3 separate regions of the Pan troglodytes genome follow, and regions 2 and 3 are each linked to region 1. A link is a contact called in public Hi-C data. All regions are on one chromosome and are shown on one strand. Each heading gives the region's core, a stretch centred on a gene start, on an enhancer-like site or on the middle of the called end of the contact. The rest is flanking DNA. Distances are from core to core; before and after follow the strand shown.

The links. Hi-C and Micro-C count contacts between places; a contact is called where the count stands out from the background.
Region 2: a contact with region 1 is called in a Hi-C map of stem cell-derived neural progenitor cells, with 5 times the contacts expected there. The contact joins the enhancer-like site here to the promoter of PLCB1 in region 1. A contact is called at or near these places in 4 of 7 Hi-C or Micro-C datasets (blood, induced pluripotent stem cells and stem cell-derived neural progenitor cells), 1 of 1 datasets of contacts at active chromatin or transcription factors (stem cell-derived excitatory neurons) and 1 of 1 other capture datasets (stem cell-derived neural stem cells).
Region 3: a Hi-C map of stem cell-derived neural progenitor cells shows a contact between it and region 1, with 2.6 times the contacts expected there. The contact joins the enhancer-like site here to the promoter of PLCB1 in region 1. A contact is called at or near these places in 2 of 7 Hi-C or Micro-C datasets (blood and stem cell-derived neural progenitor cells) and 1 of 1 datasets of contacts at active chromatin or transcription factors (stem cell-derived excitatory neurons).

What each region holds. Positions count from the first base shown.
Region 1 is chr21:14,676,522-14,679,676 of NHGRI_mPanTro3-v2.0_pri, reverse strand. It overlaps PLCB1 (phospholipase C beta 1), which reads right to left and starts at 1,538. Exons shown (of 33, transcript XM_063803337.1): 1 at 1,431-1,538. The coding sequence starts at 1,529.
Region 2 is chr21:14,929,913-14,933,067 of NHGRI_mPanTro3-v2.0_pri, reverse strand. All of the region lies in intron 3 of PLCB1 (phospholipase C beta 1), which reads right to left. Among named protein-coding and RNA genes, the nearest start is that of PLCB1, 250 kb to the right of the region's middle. Within about 2 kb of position 1,662, at least 5 of the 24 cell types and tissues checked have an H3K27ac peak or open chromatin away from gene starts, as enhancers often do. A contact at or near this core is called in stem cell-derived neural progenitor cells and stem cell-derived neural stem cells, where this site is marked.
Region 3 is chr21:14,853,717-14,856,871 of NHGRI_mPanTro3-v2.0_pri, reverse strand. The region is part of intron 2 of PLCB1 (phospholipase C beta 1); the gene reads right to left. Among named protein-coding and RNA genes, the nearest start is that of PLCB1, 180 kb to the right of the region's middle. Within about 2 kb of position 1,586, at least 9 of the 24 cell types and tissues checked have an H3K27ac peak or open chromatin away from gene starts, as enhancers often do. A contact at or near this core is called in stem cell-derived neural progenitor cells, where this site is marked.

The sequences.
Region 1 (3,155 bases), core at 289-2,788:
TGTTTAGATTCTATTCCATTTACAGAAACATTCAGTACAATTAGACTGGAACAGAAAGAAGAAAAGTGTGAAGCCCATGGTAAAAAGATGTATGTTTACATCCTTGCCTACAGCATTTAATAATTGGCACAAGCTTTCAAGGAAGCTGTGGTTCATACTCCAAGTTCCGTTTGCGCTTCCAGCTGGACAAAATATAGACACAGACGCACTCAGCTAAGTAATTGGATTCACTACCTGGAATATTTAAATTGTTTTCAGACACTGGAAAATGGCTTAAGAAGATTAAAGAAAAATACCCTAGAGGATAACAGGCTATAATTTACTAGGTGGAAAATCTTTTCGGCAAGAAGAACGCCTCATTCTCCTATAATTCCTTCTGATTAAGAGATGTATTAGTCATTTGGACTTAAATTTGCTTAGAGCCTGGCAACTCGGGTTTATTTCAGTAGGTTTTTCTTATCGAACCTTTAGAATGACACCCAGGACATAAAACTGATACCATAATGTTCTCCATCCGAAGATTCGCATGTTTTCAGCTGGATAACTAATTTACGTGTTTTGAAGACAACTGGGGTAGAGGGGAAGGGGAAGTCATTTGAAGTCCTGGGGTCTGGGCCGCTCGTAAAGCATTAGAGACCCCGGCGCTGGGCTAGGCTCTGCCCTACCTGGCAAATGGTGCAGGTAAATCGTGGGGCAAACTCTCAACCTGTCTATTTCAGGCAGAAGACTCCAATCAGCTCAGTTCTCAAAAGTCAGCCCTCCCCACTTGCCTGCAGGCCCATGAGCCCCCCAGGACCCCTCAAGGGCCCCCATTCTGTTCACGCCCTCCCCAGATGTGTCCCTGCAGCCCTTTTCAGGGACCCTCACTCCGGAGCCAGGCGCTGAAGTTTGGCATCAACGACCACCTGTTGGCTGGACCGTTGTGTCCTCCGCCGCGTGGGCTCCCACAAAAGCGCCAAGAGGGTTCGCAATCACTAAAGTGTTTTGAACTTCAGGCCCTTCCTTCTTGAAATCGGGCAAAAGAGGTAATAGGGGGTGCGTCCGCAGGCGGAGAGGGACGCGATTTGTTCACACCAGGCGCTTTCCAGTTGGTCCCAACTTCACACTCCCTACTTTCCGAACTCTCAGGACCTGTCACCAGGCAAAGCTTGCCCCTCCCTCTCCACTGGCCCAAAAGATGTAAGACCCTCAGGGGGCGCCTGCCAGACCCAGAAAGGATGGCAACTACTGAAGCCCGATGAAACAGGAGCGCGCGCAAAGCTTCTGCCCTTGGACATCCGCTTTGGCAGATGCCAACCTGTGCGCCCGAGGCTGCCCCTGCCCGCTCCCAGTGCGCCCATTGCATAACGCGCCCCTTGCCCCACCCCCACGACGCCCGCCCTGCCCGGTGCCCGAGCCAGCGCCCCGACTCGGGCCGCCCCAATACTTACATCATCCCACTTGACGAATTTGGTGCCCTTCTTGAGGCTGTCGGACACGCACACGGGCTTGAGTTGCAAGGCGTGCACTCCGGGTTGAGCCCCGGCCATCTGGGCTCATCTGGGCTCCGGGCGGCCCGGGCGAGCGCGGCAGGGACTGGGGACCGCGCGCGGGGCGCGGGGCGCGGGGCGCGGGCTCCTTTCTCTGCTCCGGAGGCGCTCGACTCTGCTCCCCGCCGGCCTCCCCGGCCTCCCGGCCTCCGCACCTCCCTCCGGCGCCGCTCAGCAGGCAGAGCGCGCGGGGGCGCAGCGCCCGGCCATGCCCCGGGCGGGACGCGAGGTCTGGAGCCCGCGGTGGATGAGGAGCCTCGGAAGGCGAAGAGAAGCCGAGCCGGTCAGCCGAGGCTGCCAGTCGCGGCGGATTCTGCTCCTCCGCCGCCGCCGCCTCAAAGCGCACCATTCAGCACATCCTCTATACACAGAGGGAGAGAGCGAGTGACACACGCCCGGCGCCCCCCCTAACCGCTCTTTTCCCTCCTCCCTCCTCCTCCCCCCCGCCCCCCTTCCCCGCCACCCTCGCTCGCTGGGTCCTTCCTTCCCCCCGCGGCTCCCAGCCCAACTTTGCACGCTGGGTCAGGCGCCAGGAAGCGGGGACGCAGCGGCACCTCCTGGCTCCCGAGCCCCATTGCAGCCAACGCCTGCCTCCCGCATTCGCTCTGAGCATGCCCCGTGCCCTGGTTGCAGAGGTCCTAGGGGTCCCCAGGAGCCTTACGCTCTTTGGGGTTTTCTTGGGAATTTGGGCTCGAGCTCCGGAGCGTCTTTGGATCCCAACTGGGTGGGAAAAGGGGCCCATCGGGAGGAACCAAAGAGGCAACCCCTGGCTTTTGGCTCTAGCTGGAGCTCTCCAGCGCCGGCCACAAACCAGCTTTTTGAAGAGAATTATCATTTATCAGCAGAGAAGAGCGCAGTTGAGAGGCTCTTTGAGGAAACCTCTCCGCGCCTGAGAGTTTGCAGCGCGCTGATCTTGAAACCCGGGCAAACGGTTACGTTGTGCTTTTGAGACAGAAAGCCCATCCTAAAGAAAGCAAAGGTTTTATTTTCCGAGGAAGAAAGAGGATGCCCTCTCCCGCTCCTCTCCTTGAGTGTGTAGGATGTGTGGCGGGCGGGGGAGAGTCTTATTAATAGAAACTTGCTCATTTAGGAACATAGGTCCAGGAATGTTTGTCTTCACTCCTTCCACAAACATTTCTCAATTCAAGAAAGAAAGGGAGGGAGGGAAGAAGGGAAAGAGGAGGACCAGAATGGGTAAAATTTTAAAGACTGGTAATACCAAATGCTTGAAAGGATGTGGAGCAACTGGAACTCTTTTTTATTATTATTAAGGAGAGAGAGGAGAGGGAGAGGGAGAGAGAGAGTGAGTGAGTGTGAGAGAGAAGAGAGAGAGAGAGAAAGAAGAGAGAGAGAGACGCGGGAGGTGGGGGGGGCGGAGAGAGAGAGAAATAGCTTGGAACTCTTGTTCATTGCTGGAGGGAATATAAAATAGTAAAACCACTTTGGAGAATAGTTTCTTATACAGTAAGATATTTACTTATCATACAACCTAGAAATTCCACTCCTAAGTATTTGTCCAAAAGAAATGAAAACGTTTAAGTCCGCAGGGACTTGTAAAGTGATGTGAAGAACTTTCTTCTTAGTAGCCTGCAAATGTCAATCAACAGGTGAATGGATAAACAAACT
Region 2 (3,155 bases), core at 413-2,912, 250 kb before region 1:
CCTTGAAGGAAATTAAAACTGCTACTCCAGTGAACACACAAATGATAAGAAAGCAAAGCAAACGTATTGCTGATAGGGAGAAAGTTTGAGCCATCTGGATAGAAGATCAAACCAGCCCCAATGTTCCCTTAAGCCAAAATCTAACCCACAGCAAGGCCCTAACTCTCTTCAGTCCTGTGACAACTGAGAGAGGCTAGAAAGCTGCAAAAGAAAAGTATGAAGCTAGCAGTGGTTGGTTCATGAGGTTTAAAGAAAGAAGCCTTCTCCATAACATACAAGTGCAAGGTGAAGCAGGAAGAGTTGATGGAGAAGCTACAGCAAATTACCCAGAAGATCTAGCTGAGATCATTGATGAAGGTGGCTACACCAAACAACAGATTTTCCATGTAGACAAAACAGCCTTCTGTTGGAAGATGATGCCATCTGGTACCTTCATATCTTGAGAGAAGTCAATGCCTGACTTCAAAGCTTCAAAGGACAGGCTGACTCTCTTGTTAGGCATTAAAGCAGTTGGTAACTTTAAGTGGAAGCCAATGCTCATTGACTGTTCTGGAAATCCTAGGGCCCTTAAGAATTATGCTAAACCTATTTCACGTGAGCTCTATAAATAGCACAACAAAATCTGATAACAGCATATCTGTTTACAGCATGGTGTACTAAATACCTTAAGCTTACTGTTGAGACCTAATGCTGAGAAAGGATTCCTTTCAAAATATTAATGCTCATTGACAATGCACCTGGCCACTCAAGAGCTCTGATGGTGATATACAAGGAGATTAATGTTGTTTTATACCAGCTAACGCATCCATTCTGTAGCCCATGGATCAATAAATTTAACTTTCAAATCTTATTATTCAAGAAATACTTTAGGTAGGGCTACACTGCCATAGACAGGGATTTTTCAGATGGATGTGGGCTAAGTAAATTTAAAACCTTAATTCACCATTCTAGATGCCATTAAGAACATTCAAGATTCATGGGAGAAGGTCAAAATGTCAACATTAAGAGGAGTTTGGAAGAAGCTGATTCCAATCCTCATGGACGACTTTGACTTCAGTGGAGAAAGTCACTGTAGTTGTGGTAGAAATTGCTAGAGGACAATAATTATTATTAGAACCTAAAGGTGTGACTGCTTTGCTGCAATCTTATAATAAAACTTGAACGGGGAGGCAGGGCCAAGATGGCCAACTAGGAGCAGCAGCCATCAGAGAGGCTCCATCAAAAAGAATCATAATAGTGTGTGAATCCTCCACCAGCAATCAAGATATCCAGGTTCTCTCATCAGAACTGACCAGGCAGCTGGCATGATCCATAGAGAGGAAGGAAGAGCAGTGTGGTGTGGTGGTCCACCTGAGAGCCACATGGGACAGGGGAGCCCTCACCCCCCAGCCAAGGGAGGCAGCGAGTGAGCGTGCTACCCAGCCGGGGAAACCATGCTTTTTCCACAGAACTGTGCAACCCATGGATCGGAAGATCCCACTCGTGAACCCACGCCACTGGGGCCTAGGGTCCCAACCCCAGAGCTGTGCAGATTCTCAACAGCCTCTCAGCTCGAATCTGCTTAAGGCTGCCAAGTTCCCAGGGGGAGGGGCCACCAGCACCACAGCTGTGGCTGCCTGCTGTCTAAGCCATTTGAACTCCTTGGAGGAGGGGCAGCAGCCAGCACTGGGACTTGTAACTGCCTGTCACGCTAAGCTCCCTGGGTGGGGAAGGACAGCATCCATCTCTACAGCTCCAGGCCATGCTTTTCCTCTCCTGGGGCCAGGGAGGCTGGGTGGCTTGGTCCCAAGAGGTTCCCCCACAGCCCAACACACCAGCTGTGGCAGACTGCAGCCAGAGTGCCTCTTCAGGCCTGACCCTGACTCATCCTTTCTCACTTGGTGGGGACTCCTTGCAGGAACTCCAACTCCAGCCAGAGGCTCAGGGAAAGAACCCTGATCTTCCTGGGCCTGAGCCCCAGGGAGAGGAGTGGCCGCAGTTTCTGTGGACCAGCAGACTTAGCCTTTCATCCTGGTAGTTCTGAGGAATCCAGGCAGCCCAGAAGAGTGGGTTTCTCCCCAGCGAAGCACATCCCCTCCACCAAGTGACAGTCAAAGTGCTTCATTAAATGGGTCCTGTTCCCTGTGCCACCCAGCTGGGTAAGACCCTCCAACGTGGTTGTCAGACACCCTATACAGGAGCGATCCTACTCGCATCAGGTTGGTGCCCCTTGAGGTCAGAGATGCCAGAAGAAGAGCAGGCACCCATCTTAGCTGTCCTCCAGCCTCCTTGAGTGACATCTCCTGGTGCGAGAGCAAATCAGATGAATAGGGCCTGAAGTGAACCCCCAGCAAACTGCAGCAGCCCTATAGAAGAGGGACCTGACCACTGAAAGAAAAACAAACAAACAGAAAGCAACAACAACAGTATCAACAACAAAAAGTCCCCACAAATACTCCATCCAAGGGTCAGCAGCCTCAAAGATCAAAACTAGACACACTCATAAAGACGAGAAAGAATCAACAAAAAAACACTGAAAACCCAAAATGCAGAGTGCCTCTTCTCCTCCAAAGGACCTCAGTGCCTCTACAGCAAGGGTGCAGAACTGGACAGAGGATGAGATGGATGAACTGACAGAAGTAGGCTTCAGAAGATGGATAATAAAAAACTCCACTGAGCTAAAGGAGCATGTTCTAATCCAATGCAAAGAAGCTAAGAACCTTGATAAAAGGTTAGAGGAGCTGCTAACTAGAAAACCAGTTTAGAGAGGAACACAAATGACCTGATGGAGCTGAAAAATACAGCACAAGAACTTTGTGAAGCATGCACAAGTATCAATAGCCGAATCAACCAAGCAGAAGAAAGGATATCAGAGTTTGAAGACCACCTTGCTGAAATAAGGCATGCAGACAAGATTAGAGAAAAAATAATGAAAAGGAACAAACAAAGCCTCCACAAGATATGGGACTATGTAAAAAGACTGAACCTACGATTGAATGGAGTACCTGACAGGGACAAGGAGAATGAAAAGAAGCTGGAAAACACACTTCAGGATATTATCCAGGAGAACTTCCCCAACCTAGCAAGACAGGCCAACATGCAAATTCAGGAAATACAGAGAACACCGCTAAGATACCCCACAAGAAGATCAACCCCAAGACACATAATTTTCAGAT
Region 3 (3,155 bases), core at 337-2,836, 180 kb before region 1:
TTTTCTAAGTCTTTGATAACGATCACTCTAGATTTTACAATGAAGAACATTATTTTTACAGTTTGTTTTTTACATTCAGGTAAAATTTATATACAGTGAAATGAATACATCCTAAGTGGGCATTTACAAGTTTTGATGAATGCACACACATAACCTAAACTTCTAACAAAATATAGACCATTTTTTATTATTAAAAAGCCAAAAAATAACAGATGTTGGTGAAGCTGTAGAAAAAAGGGAAAGCTTACCCACTGCTGGTGAGAGTAGTATAAAATTGTAGCACTAATCACAGCAGAAAAGACATGGCATCAACTCAGGTGCCCATCAGTGGGGGTGCATATACACCATAGAATACTATGCAGCAGCCACAAAAAATAACAAATCATGTCCCCTACAGCAACGTGGATGCAGCTAGAGGCCTTAATCCTAAGCAAATTAACACAAAGCCAGAAAACCAATATTACATGTTCTCACTTATAAGTGGGAGTTAATCTTGGGTAAACACAGACATCAAGATGGAAACAATAGACACGGGGGCTCCAAAAGGAGGGAGAGTGGGAGGGGGCCAAGGACTGAAAAACTATCTGGGTGATGGGATCAATAGAAAACTATCTGGGTGACGGGATCAGCATCACGCAATATATCCTTGTAACCAACCTGCACATGTAACCCCTGAATCTAAAATAAAAATGGAAATTAAACAAAACAAAAGATAAATGATGATTAATGGACCATTTTCATCACCCTAGACAGCCCCCAAATACCCCTTTCCAGGCCATCCCTGTCCCAGCACCCAGAGGTAACTGCTGTTTCTTTTTTCACCATAGATTAATTTGGTTTGTCCTATAAATTCATCTAAATGCAATAAAACAGTATATACTCTTGGTAAAAGGCTTCTTTCACTCAGCATCATGTTTTGAGATTGATCCATAAGCTTGGGACTAACAGTTGAACTTCATTCAACTTTGTGTTGTTAAGTGGTATTCATTGGTGAAATTTACAACTAAACATTTTCCAGCTTTTGTTCAGATGATTCAAGTTGATTAGAATGCTGATTTCGATAATTTGTTTTAAAAACATGATTTCCTTTAAAGAAAATATTTCCAAAGGGATGGGGAAATTTTTTTTCCACTAGAGAGACCCACCGTAACAAAAACAAAAGCTCTGAAGGTAAACTCCTTGAAATCCATTTCTGCTCCACAACAAAACCACAACAAATCTCTCTTTTAATCACTGAAAATGTTTGAAACTGATTAAAAGATAGTTGGAAAAAAACAGAAAACACTAAAGATTACACAGTAGAAATTTTATCTTTAAGACTCATTGCTGGCCTAAGAAAACCAATCAACCATATCAGTACTTAGGCATAGCAGTAGCAATATATAACCTGAAGAAAAATTCCCTGGGTGCTTTATTTCTGGCAAACTCCCTTAATTGGCTAGCGTGCTAATCCCTTTCTTAGAAGAACACTTAGCACTGGAAATGTGTGAGGCAAACACAAAAATACAAGTCCTGGTTTGGTATGCAAATCAGCACCATGGAAACCAGCATGGCATTGCTGAGCTCAGGGCAATCAGCAGGGAGCAGATGAGCTATGAATCAAAGCCCGAAGAAAACTGCTGTCAACGGAATTATGGACGCGATTGCTTCTCACCCTATAGCTGCTCCCTTTGATTCTGAACTAGGAGACTTAAACTTGACACTTCAATGGACTAGGTCATCATGGAACTTCTATTTCTCATTTGTAGTCCCAATTAACAAAACTATTAGCCAGTTTGAATATAGTTGTCCAAGTATGACATTGTTCTACTTACTATTTCCAGTTATAAGAAAAACATTGGTAGAAATCTGGAGGATGTTATGTTTTGTTATTCAACAACAAGAAAAATGCTTTTCCTATGTAGGCCATTACAAGGGCATAGGAATTCTCTTGTCCTTAGTTCTATCTGTAGGACCTTTGTAGACCAGTAAGGTCTTGTGCATTATTCGGGGGTAGGGAGGATTTCCCTCTGTGCCTCGTAGAGGGATATTTTCAAGGATTAATCAAATCATTTTTAGAAAAGCATATCCCCTTGTTCACAGAAGTCCTTCTCTTATGCAAGTGTCTCCCCCAGTCTCCTCAGAAAGGAAGCCATGGGCAACCTACTGTTGTATAAAACCAGAGATTCTCCCACCTCAGATTCTTCATTCCCAAAATAAAATGGGTCAGAAAAATACTATTCCTCCCAGCACTAACAGTTGATGATCCCATGAACCACACTACTTACTTATTTACAATGTTTTTCTTCCCCCCAATAATACTCAGTTCTAGGTCCACATTAAAAAAAAAAAACTATATGGATTTTAAGTCACCAAATCTGAGATTTTTTAAATATTAAAAAGAAAAAAATCTATGAGTCCCTATCTGGGATTCAAAATGAACTACACTACAAAGGCAGAAGAAGTACAGTGCTATGATTGGCAGACATTATTATTATTTTTTATTATTATTACACTTAATTAAGAGTTATGACCAAAAAGTACTGAGAGAGCACTGATTAAGCTATGGACGCTACCTGAGTCCAAATCCCACCTCTTCCACTCACTAGTGATCTCTGACAAGTTATGTAGCCTCCATGTATTTCAGTTTTCTCATCTGTAAAACAGGAACATTCATAGTTGTCCTTTTTGTTCTTTTCGATATACGGAGTCTCGCTCTGTTGCCCAGACTGCAGCGCAGTGGCACGGTCTCGGCTCACTGCAACCTCTGCCTCCCAGGCTCAAGTGATTCTCCTACCTCAGCCTCCCGAGTAGCTGGGATTACAGGCACCTGCCACCGTGCCCAGCTAATTTTTGTGTTTTTATTAGAGAGAGGGTTTCACCATGTTGGCCAGGCTGGTCTCGAACTCCTGACCTCAGGTGATCCGCCCACCTTGGCCTCCCGAAGTGCTGGGATTACAGGCATGAGCCACTGCGCCCGGCCGAACATTCATAGTTCTTTACTCAGAAAGTCCCTATGAAGATTAAATTAGTTAATATTTAAAAGAATATAAATAATTTGGCAGATGGTAAGTGCTATATATGTGTTTATTAAATAATAAATTAAGAGCAAGTATTTTGCTCAGAAAGAATTAGAATAAAGTCTTCCTATCTCATGTGGTTTTAATTGCTGGCTA